Regions from separate parts of the Sus scrofa genome. Here all the other regions are linked to region 2. Evidence: chromatin contacts called from public Hi-C data. All regions are on one chromosome and are shown on one strand. Each heading gives the region's core, a stretch centred on a gene start, on an enhancer-like site or on the middle of the called end of the contact. The rest is flanking DNA. Distances are from core to core; before and after follow the strand shown. Region 1 holds the start of SLC27A1 (solute carrier family 27 member 1). Region 2 holds the start of DDA1 (DET1- and DDB1-associated protein 1). Region 3 holds the start of HAUS8 (HAUS augmin-like complex subunit 8).

The links. Hi-C and Micro-C count contacts between places; a contact is called where the count stands out from the background.
Region 1: a contact with region 2 is called in a Hi-C map of liver, with 8 times the contacts expected there. The contact joins the promoter of SLC27A1 here to the promoter of DDA1 in region 2. A contact is called at or near these places in 1 of 47 Hi-C or Micro-C datasets (liver) and 1 of 2 datasets of contacts at active chromatin or transcription factors (alveolar macrophages).
Region 3: a Hi-C map of liver shows a contact between it and region 2, with 3 times the contacts expected there. The contact joins the promoter of HAUS8 here to the promoter of DDA1 in region 2. A contact is called at or near these places in 1 of 5 promoter capture datasets (fetal liver), 4 of 47 Hi-C or Micro-C datasets (fetal heart ventricle, heart right ventricle and liver) and 1 of 2 datasets of contacts at active chromatin or transcription factors (alveolar macrophages).

Annotation. Positions count from the first base shown.
Region 1 is chr2:60,233,968-60,237,314 of Sscrofa11.1, forward strand. It overlaps SLC27A1 (solute carrier family 27 member 1), which reads right to left and starts at 1,621. Exons shown (of 13, transcript NM_001083931.1): 1 at 1,510-1,621.
Region 2 is chr2:60,375,522-60,379,343 of Sscrofa11.1, forward strand. It overlaps DDA1 (DET1- and DDB1-associated protein 1), which reads right to left and starts at 1,465. Exons shown (of 5, transcript XM_021083567.1): 1 at 1,312-1,465. The coding sequence starts at 1,314. It overlaps MRPL34 (39S ribosomal protein L34, mitochondrial), which reads right to left and starts at 3,446. Exons shown (of 2, transcript XM_021083568.1): 1 at 3,218-3,446; 2 at 2,383-3,034. The coding sequence starts at 3,291. The coding sequence ends at 2,821.
Region 3 is chr2:60,565,627-60,569,120 of Sscrofa11.1, forward strand. HAUS8 (HAUS augmin-like complex subunit 8) reads left to right here and starts at 1,949. Exons shown (of 11, transcript XM_021083576.1): 1 at 1,949-2,217. The coding sequence starts at 2,189. MYO9B (unconventional myosin-IXb) reads right to left here and starts at 1,853. Exons shown (of 42, transcript XM_021083575.1): 1 at 1,751-1,853.

The DNA of each region.
Region 1 (3,347 bases), core at 371-2,870, 140 kb before region 2:
AACAGCTCTTCCGTCCCGTCAGCCACTGTCAGGCCCACCCCAATCCTCTACGTAGCGACTATTCTGGGACCCAAGCTCCTCCCTAACGACTTGGCCCCCAAGCCTAGGCTCCACCTTGGCCCCCACCACAGACCCAGGCCATTCCTAGTCACTCGACCAGGTCCCGCCCCCATGCGACACTACACCTCTGTTCTTGGTCCCAGAATCCACCAGCCCAGAGTGCTTGGCTTTCCTCCAGGTGCCACCTCTACCCACCCCCACTATTCATTTGGCCCCGCCCACAAGCACAAACCCATTCCAGTTTCGCTCGTCAAGAACCAAGTTGGAACTATGACCACGCCCACAAGCATACGCCCCGCCCTCTCTGAATGAGGCCCCGCCCCTGTAACTGAAGCCCCGCCCCCAGCCTAGGGCCTAGCCGGCATTCCCGGGCCCAAGTTCTACTGGCACCGGCCCCGCCCTCAAGCTTTGAACCAGTCACCACCTTCCGGGCTTATTTCGTCCCACCTAGCAACCTAGGCCCCGCCCCACCTGCCCTCCGGGCAGGCTCTCTTCAGACCTGTCGGGCTTATAGCCCCTCTGCCGAGATCCGCCCCCTTCCGGAGGCCACGACCATAGAGAGGGCCCCTTGGCCAGAGAGACGACGGCCAACAAGACCTGGGGGCTAGAACGCCCCAGCAAGGACGGCCGCTGTCTCCATGACAACTAAATTTCTCCAGCTACCAGCTTCCCTTCCCTACCTCCCCATCCCTCCCTGCGTGGAGTTTAGGAAACCCGTGAGTGCCTCAGCCGAGAGGTATAGCTCCCAGGCGCCCCCGGCCCAAGCCCTAATGGCAACCAGGATCCCTACCCCTGCGGACTAGAAACGCCCAATTCACACTCAGGGCCTGCCTGTACTGGATTCTTGTTCTAAATGCAATTCCCAAAGCCTCTTCGGTTTTAAACACACTTTCCCGGAGTTCCTGTTGTGGCACGGCGGAACGAATCCGACAAGGAACCATGAGGTTGCGGATTCGATCCCTGGTTAAGGATCCCGCGTTGCCGTGAGCTGTGGCGGCTCAGATCCCGCGTTGCTGGGGCTGTGGTGTAGGCCGGCAGCTGTAGCTCCAGTTGGCCCCCTAGCCTGGGAACCTCAATATGCCGCCAGTGCAGCCCTGAAAAGCCCGCGCGGGGGGGGGGGGGGGGACGGGACCACATTCCAGGGATCTGGAACCCACAGCCTAGGCAAGAAGATCCAATCCCCATCTCACTCTTAAAGCTATATTCCAAGAACCCAGCTAAATTCCAAATCTATATCCCCACATCTTGTCAATTAAGTCTCAATGTTATCACTCCAGCACCCCAAGGAGAACAAAATCCACACACTAGGTCCCCACCCTTCCACAGAGTCCTAGGGTCCTAAACGCTCACCTAGAGACCCTAAAGCCCTCCCCCTGATCAGGCGAAGGCACGTGCTGGCCAGGCTACCCACCACCGTATTCCCTGGCTGACCTGGAGCTGCTCACTGACCTTCAGTCTTTGTTCTGTCGCCAGCTCCCAGAAGTTCAGGCAGTAGGCAGGCTGGGACAGTGAGGCTAAGACAGAGGTCCCTACACCTTCCGGGCTTCTGTTTGTGCAGACTCCTGGGGACTGCTCTGTGTTGTGCCCATGTGGGCCTCTGCCTTGGATCCCTCTCTCCAAGCTCCCTCTCTTCTGCACCCCTGCCCACCCCACCCTTGCTCGTTTTCTGCCCTGTTTGGCTGACCTTCTCAGCATTCTCCTTGGGAGGCAGCCAGGGCCTGCTTCCGGCACCATTTGGAGGACAGAACTGGGCAGGCGCTCACCCCCCTCTTCCCCAAGCTGCCATCAGTCCCTTCAGGCTGCCTAGGGTGGATGGAATGGGGATGAAGAGGCAGATGAGAGGTCTGGCACTGGTCCCCCTACTTTCTCAGCCAGGTGTCAGTGAAGTCAGCAATGCTCAGTAACCCCAGCCGCACTCTTATCCTGCCAGGTAGTGCTATTGTGATCACCCTATTTTACAGGTAAAGAAACTAAGGCCTTTTCTTGCTAGCTGGAGTTGAGATTCATTCGTTCACAAATGTGGGCAGAGGGGTTCCCTGGTGGCCTAGTGCTTAAGAATTTGGCACTGTCACTGCTATGGCTCGGGTTCTATGCACAACCAAAAAAAAAAGACAAATGTGAGGAGTTCCCACTGTGGCATGGTGGGTTAAGAATCTGACTTCAGGGCTCGGGTAACTGCAGAGGCACAGAATCAATCCTCAGCCTGGCACAGTGGTTTGAAGGATCTGGCATTGCTGCAGCTGCTGCATAAGTCAAAGCTGCAGCTGGGGTTCCATTCCTGGCCCGGGAAGCTCCATAGGCCAGGGGTGTGGCCATAAAACAAAACAAAACAAAACAAGAGTTCCCGCGGTCGTGGCGCAGCAGAGGCAAATCCGACTAGGAACCATGAGGTTGCAGGTTCGATCCCTGGCCTCGCTCAGTGGGTTAAGGATCTGGCATTGCCGTGAGCTGTGGTGTAGGTTGTAGATGCAGCTCGGATCCCTAGTTGCTGTGGCTCTGGCAGAGGCCGGTGGCAACAGCTCCAATTGGATCCCTAGCCTGGGAACCTCCATATGCCACGGGTGTGGCCCTAAAAAGACAAAAAAACAAAAAACAAAAAACAAAAAAAACCAACAACCACAACAAAAACAAATGTGGGCAGAGAACTTGCTCCCCTTTCTCCACTCCCTCCCCCTCCTCCTCTCCTTTCAGTCTTCCTTAAACTTCTCCTGCCTCTTCTTCATCTTGCCCTGATTCCCTCTGTTCCCCCAGTTTCCTCCCGCTCTCCTTGTGCCTCCCATTCTCCTTCCCCTCTTCAAGTTTCTCCCTCCCTTCCCTGCTTTGCTTTCCTCCACTTCCCCACCTTGCTCTTCCTCTCTCTATTCCCTCCCCTCCTCCACCCAGTCCTCCTTCCCCTCTCCCCTCCCGTCCCTCCTCCCCACCAGTCCCCTTCCCCTTCTCTGCCTTCTCTTCCTGGCTTCCCTCCTTCCCCCTTTTTCTTCCTCTGTCTTCTCCTCCCCTTCTCCCTACTCCCCCTTTCTTCCCTCTCCTCCTCCCTCCATCTTACTAAGCAAACTGAGCCCTGACTAAACAGTGCTCATCACAGTCTCTTCCAACTCTCCCCACACCTCCTGGAGATATACTGCTGGGTCCTCAGCCAGTAATCCCCAAATCTAAAAGGCTCTACACGTGGTTCAGCAACTAACGAACCTGACTAGGATCCCTGGGGATACAGGTTCGATCCCTGGCCTTGCTCAGTGGGTTAAGGATCTGGCGTTGCCATGAGAAGTGGTGTAGGTCGCAGACGC
Region 2 (3,822 bases), core at 215-2,714:
AGTGGTATAATCTGACTGACATCTTTAAAAACTCCCTCTGGTTCTGGACTGCCAGTGGGGCTGGATGGAGAGAAGGAGACCAGGGAGGAGGCTGCAGCAGGTGTTCAGGTGAGAGGTAGAGGTGCCTGGACCAGGGTGGGGAGCCAAGGACAAAATTAGAATTCATTCTGGAGGCAGAGCCAACAAAACCCACTATGGTCTGGGCGTGGGCAATGAGGCTGCAGCAAGGAATCAAGGACAACACCCAGGCTTGGGGATCCACGTGCTAGGAATGCACTTATCAGTTTCCTATACCCTTTGTGACAAGAAGTCTTCTTTTGCCCATCCCCCACCACACCCCAAGGACTGTGGCTTGTGGGCTGGGACCCTGAGTCCAGGACCAATGGGATTTGACTTGCCCTGACAAAAGCTTTCATTACCCCTGTCAGCCCTGAAGATGTCAAGTAGTGTGGGGAACGGAGGGGGCTTCAACCCAACTCTGAGGCTGTGTCACACTTCACAGGTGGAGACAGGAAACCCCAAAGAACCATCAGACCCAAATCCCAGGATGAGTGAGCGGCCCAGGGGGGATTTTAACCTCCCAACCACGAGCTGGCATTAACCCAACTTCAAGATGAGGAGACAGCTGAGAGGGGATGTCAACATCCCTGAGTAACCCAGCTCATCTGTTGAGCGTTCACCATCCCAAGCTCTTTAAGACGTCAGTTCCCTAAATTATCGCAATCGTATGAGGTCTGAACTATTGCTACCCCCATTTAACAGAGGTAGGGCCTGGTGATTGGAGAGACGAAGTTACTCCCTCTTAGAGCTGGTCAGGGCAGAAATCTGGAGGTGGGGTCGGGGGACTGGGGCAGTTTGCGATGTCGCACTTCCTTTGGCGACAAAGCCCCGCACGTCAAGGCATCAAGCCCCTTCCCCGCCCCGACGCTCAGGCCGGCCTCCTAAGCCCTCTCAAACTGGAAAAGCCCAGGCCTACCGCGCGGAGAACGGGACCTGAGATGGGGGTCTTGGGGGACCCCATACCCACCCCTAGGCTATTTCCGGGGGGACCGCGACCCGGAAATGAATGACTTGTCAGGGCCTGAAAGCTTAGGTGGGTCAGGGGTCGGAGATGGAGCCAGGGCGAGGTCAGCAGGAAGCTCGCAGCAGGGGTCTAGGGGTCGAAGGGCACGGGTCAAAGGGAGGGGCGGGCCGGGCTAGAGGGGGCCAGGCAGGACGGTGAGGGGCCAGGGGGATTACTGGGGGTGGGTGGGCCCGCGGCGCCATTTTGTCAAGAGAAGGGGGGAGTACGGCCCCGGCAGCCACCCTCACCATCTTCTGTTTCCTCCGTCGCCTCCTCAGCCACCGTCTCTGCTGCCGCCGCCGCCACCACAGCCGCCTTCTTAGCCGCCGCCGCACAGTAACTTCCAGCCACCGCACAGCCCACACTGATGGTGTGGCCGCCCGTCCGTCATTGGTCCGCCCTCTAGCCCCGCCTCTAGGCTATAAGGTCTTTGCGCGCTCCCATTGGCCTGATCTAACTAAGTCACGCGCCCATTGGACGTCACGCCTCCTCCCTTCGTGGTCAAGTTCGGTTGAGGGAGCAAAACCCCGCCCGGGAATTGCAAGAGAGGGGCAGCGAACTCCGGAAGTGGGCGGAGGCTGCCCCCAAAGCCTCTTGGAATTTGTAGTCTGCGGCACCTGGAGGTCCCGGAGGTGGGGACCCACCATGACACTCTCAGCCTCCTCCCCAGGGTCCCAATCTTAGGTTTCAGCATATCTAAGCTATTCCACACTAGCTGCTTGAATTATCTTTGAACTGACAACCCAGACTCTTCTTCGAACACTTCCCGTGACTCCTCATTACCCCAAGGGTTCAGTCCCACCTCCTCGGCCCCATATCCTGGGCCCCTCCAGCCAAATTCGTCCACCTTTTATGCTGACCCCTCTCTAGTCCCTCCTTCCTTCGGCCCTCCCACACCCTGCCATCTCTTCCTGGAAGCCTTCCCTGTGTTCTTCCCAATGCCAAGTCGGGTGCTTCCTCATGGCCCCATAGCCCTCACCACCCTCTTACCAGCCCTGACTCCACTATGTCCAAACTGCCTGCGTACGAATCTACCTCCCAACTCCTCACCAGCCTGACAGCCTGGACAGAACAAGGATTTATTGAGGAAGTACTCCTCAGGTTACTAAGGGGAAGTTAGTATTATTACTCCAGCAACAACACAGCAAGGGAGAAACGAGCACCTGATTTTGTAGAAGCCAGATAAGCCTCAGAGAGTTAAGGTCTTGCTCAAAGTCACATAGCCCATCCCCAAGGGGCAGGTGGTTGGGTTCATATCCCTCCCAACTCTCCACAAGCCTTCCTAGAACCGTGGGAATCACGACATTTTACAACACAAGTGAAAATGTGAACATTTATTAGACTTTCAATGACTAAAAGAACTGATAACTTTTTTTCAGCTGTGAAAAGTTTTGTGAATATGTATTAAAGAGCCCTTATCTTGAAGAGGTGCCTTCTGAAATATTTACAGAATAATCTGACGCCTGAGATTTGCATCTCAGGAGGGGGCAGGATGGGTTGTGGGTAATTGGTCACTAGACTGTTGCGTTAAGTTCGAAATTCTTCCTAATTCAAAAGCGTAAAAAAGCACCGGGCAAGGTCTGACTTCCACTCCTTTTTCCAGTATAATACCAGATTTCTTCCCCTGGGCCAATGTGAGGGATATTCATGTCCGTCCGAATCCCAGTCGTCCTGCTCTCCAGCTCTCCACAAAAACAGCCACAGGCTAAGCGAGGGAAATGATTTAATGAGGGGTCCAGGCGGCAGCGTCGCCCTTCTCAATGGCTCAATGATTTTCGGCCCTTGTGCATGCGACGAAGAATGACTTGGACCCCGGTTGGCGTTCTCAAGCGCCGGACCCAACCATGCTTGTGCTTGCGTTTGATGTTACTCGGCTGATACTCGTTCCCGCGCGCCTTGCCCCGGGTCTGCTGCATGGCGGGGAGTCCCCATGTATCCGGGAACCCCAGCCAGGCCTGGGGCTGGAGCCACCTGCCCGGTCAGAGAAAAAGCGAGAAAGGTCAGAAAAGATTGCTGTGTGACTGCTGCGTGGCGCTCAACCTCGAGTTCGCAAGGCATTGGAAGGAAGGTCATGTCGTTGGTAAATAGCTGGGGTCAGCCCCTCGACTCCGCTCTTACTCCCAGATTTGGGAAGGGGACCCACTGAGGACTCACCTGCCACCTACTAGCGCCGCTGACCTACTGACGGGGTCCAAGAGGCGACCCACGGATCTAGCCAAGAAAGCCATGTCCAGCCGCCGGCACTCCGTCCAGTGGCAGCTATTCCGAAACCCGTAGGTTCCGCAGCTGCGAACGAGGACTTCTGGGAGTTGTAGTTTTTCCTACAGCGGAGCCTTCCTTGCCGCGGGGGCCTCCCGGAATTGTAGTTCTACGTCTGCGCGCCCACACCTTAGGCGTGAGCGTCCTTGCACACAGGCGCATGTAATTTTTCAGATGGACCAGCAGGTGGCAGGAGAACGGCGCCTCCTCAGCAGACGCTTGCGTACAGAGCATTAAGTCCCCGGGTCTGCTAGGAGTTGTAGTTTCTTTTCCTGCAGACCCGAGGAGGGTACACTTGGGTGACGGTGGCGCAGCTGGTGGCAGCCTCAGGAGACGGCTGGTTGAATTTCCCACCCCCAGCGGGAGCCAGGCAGATGGCACACAGCTGGCTGGCAGCTTTCCTTTAGCCCCAGCCAAGTCTCTGCCTCTTGGCTGTGAGCCCAGGCGGTCTGAGTTCAAGTTGGCCGTATGTCCTTGGGTGGTTATTCAGTTTCTCAATC
Region 3 (3,494 bases), core at 699-3,198, 190 kb after region 2:
CTGCCTGGCTATGCTCCTGGTGCAAGGAGGAAACGACTACAGGGCTGTGGAACCAGAAGATTCTGGTCTGGTTTAGGGAGGGGAGGGGGGAGGGGGGAGCAGGGGAGCGTCCTGGCCAAGGCAAGCCCATACTCAAAACCTGCAGGAGGCACGGCTGGGGCTCTAATCATGGGTTCTGGCCAAGTGAGGCTGGGAGCCTTGCTTATGGAAGGTTCCATAAGGGCCAGAACATTCTGGAAGTGAAAGGGGTGGTTATCTTTCTGTAGCCCTCTTTACATTCAGAATCTGAAGCTATCCAGATTCATGTCCCGAATGCGTTAAAAACCCAGGCTCCCTGGCCCTTCTTGCAGATCCCAGACAAGGATTCACAGGGTTAGGAAATTAATGCTGATCAAAACTATTTAGTGCAAGGCCCCCACCAGACCCAGGCATATCGGACACAACTTTCTGGCTGCCCATGTCACCTCCCACTGCTCCTGGATGCCTAAAGAGTCTGGAGACTCCAAGACCAGAATATACCTCAGGAAGAAAGGAGCGGGTACCCACCAAGTGTAAGGCACAATCTTCCCACCAGCTCCCACCTCAGACAAAGAGGTACAGGAGAGGCTTTCCCTTAAAGACCCCTGGCCTACAGGGCGCCTGCTGGCTGCTATGCCTCTCCCAGGCTGAGCAAGCTCAGAGCCGCTGGGGGACAGATTTCCTGTATGTCGTTTTACCCATTTAAGTCCAAGGATGCAACTCGGAGGAGGTGGTGACAGCTTAGCACATGCGGGTTCTGTGCACACCCACCCCCCTCCCCGCTGAAACCCAGTTCCGGTCCCATAGCGGGCCCAATAGCACCTTCCTTGCTCTCTAGAACCCCCGGGCTCTGGCCAGCCCTGTCTTAGGAGGAGAGTGTTGGGTTTTCAAGTCCTGAATACCACCCAGAAGGCGCTGGGACTAGCCTGGCTCACCCAGCAGTTGGGGGCAAAGTCAGGAATAAGATGAATCAAGAGGGGGACAGGAAGGCCCTCGAATCTCCATGGGCTGCACCCCAACATCGGAACCGGGCCACTTTAGTCCTTTCATTTCCTTTAGTCTTTTCCTTCCTCCCCTCCTCCCCAGGCGCTCCCTGGACCGGACCTCAGCTGTTTCTTGCCTTGACTTCTACCCCCGCTTCTGCCTCTCCTCCCCTCCCCCATTTCTCCTCTTACCAATTCGGCCAGCCACCGTACCACTGGGTTCAGAACCCCTCGCGTTTATTGAGCAACCACTGAGTCCTAGGCACTGCCCTCCCTCAGGCACTATTCCTCTACCTCTTCAACCGCAGGAAGACGCCCCCAGGCCGTCCTGCACCCCTTCCCTCCCAATCGCACCCCGACTGTTCCCCCAGCGGCCTCGCTCCTCTCAACCCCCAGCTTGGGCCTCTCAACCCCGCCTCTTTGCCTCTCCCCCTCCCAGCCCCATTTCCTGCGACCCTCCAACTACCACTTAAGCCACGTCCTCCACAGAGAAGCTGCTCAAAGCCACAAGATCTGCCTCCACACCCGCCCAAAAACTCCTTCACCAGACTCATCACATCAACTTTCCTTCATCCTCCCATTCCCACTCCGTCTCCTGCAAACCCTCCGCGACACCCACGCTCGTTCCCGCCCCCTAGACCCCTGCCTTCGCGCCCCCCCAATAACCCTCAGATCCGTCCCTCCACAAGGCAGCCCGCCGATGAGAGCTTCAAGATCGAACACTCAACCCGCGGCCGCCCGGCACTCACCTGGGCCTCGGCCGCCGCGCGCCGCCGGTCCCGGGCCGGATCCCCGCCCGGCAGCCAGCCCGCTGCTCCTCGGGCCGCTCCGCCCCGCCGCGCCCGCGGCTCCCCCGCGCGCTCCCGCTTCCGGGTTCCGGAGGGGCGGGGTCCGGGGGGCGTGACGCCAGCGCGCTAGGGGGCGGGGACCCCTAAACCACGCCCATCACTTCCGACCCGGCCCCTGCCACCGGCCCATGCCACCGCCCCCTGCCACTGGTGGGCGAAACCAAGTGTGAGGGGAAGGCAGAGAGGCGCACGCGGAGGAGTCGCCCGCTCTGCCTACAGCCACACTCATCACGGCCCGCGGCAACCCCTCCTGAGGCGTCTCAATGTGGCCTGGTCGAGGTGGGGGCGGGGGCGCGGGCGCGGACTTGAAGAGCAGGCCTTTGAGTTGAAGGCGGGAAAATGGCGGATACCTCGGGGCGTGGCGCTGGGTGAGTTGAGATGCTGCGGGTCTGGATTTGTGGGTGCCAGTGGAGGGCCATGGTCGAGCGCTAGGGACAGAAGGGCAGCAGAGTTGGGGAGCGAGGGTCCTCGGGGAGAGTCCGGATCTGACCCGTCCGAGAACCATGGAGGATGCGTAGGTTCTGGGAGGTGGGATGCAGCCCATGCGCATGCCCTGCAGCGTGGGCTCAGGACCAGAGGTTGAGTTCGAGTCCCTGGTCAAGCCTGCTAGATCCTGGGTCATCTCTGGCGAGTGGCTTAAACTTCTTTGCCTCGCTTTCCTCCGCGGGCTGATGACGCTACCGCTCAACCTTGTAGGCTTAGTGGGTGGTTTCAAAGCGTTTAAAACAGTGACTGGACCCTAAAAGTGGTCCTTTGTTATTACAATTATCATTTTGCAGTGGACAAAGGAGATGATGGAGTTTTAGGGAGGGAAGGTCATTTGCTCAGGCCCACACAGCAAGAGCAAGGGTTAGGGTTAGGTAACATTTCCCTGGTGCCAGGCATGATTCCTGGGCTGTGTTTATTTGTTCATTCCACAATGTCTTTTGTGCCTGTGTGAATTAAAATTGAGTAGGCCATGTGAAATCACTTTTGTTTCCTCCACCTGATCTCGGAGAGACAGGAGTGACTAATGACTTGAAGTTAGATCTTAACTGCTCAGGAATTGAACTTGGGCAGCCTGGGTGAAAATCAGGAATCCTAGCCCCTAGACCAGCTGGATGCTAGAAGCAAAATCGCCCTAATTCTTGAATCGATTGAAAGCAAGAATATTTCAAGGAGGCAAAGCCTGAAAAAACAGGCACAAAGTTTATATGACCTGTATAAACCTACAGTCCTTGTCTGGAAAATGAAGATAAAGCAGGTCAACTGTTAGGTATTTTTAGGGTTGGGAGGATTCCAAGGAAGGAGCAGAGCAGGTGGCACCCAGCCAGCATTTGTTAAAGTTGCTTCTCCCTGCTGTGCCTGGAGGCGTCCCCCACCATGGCCTGGGTCTCACTTTGGTGTCCCCAGAGCCTACTACACAGAAGGAGGCTGCAGTGAGCTGAGCACGGGGACCACCACTGCTGTCACCAGTGGAGCCTGTCGTGTAACATCAGCAGGATTTACAGCATCCAGGCTCCTGTCTGGTATCCACTTGCCCAAACTGGACCCAGCTCTCCCATACCTGCCAACTAATTAGTCAGTGATTCTTAAATTCATGGAACCCAGTCCCCTATCACATCAGGCTTTGTTCTTTTTTTATTATTTTTCATTTTTTTGTCTT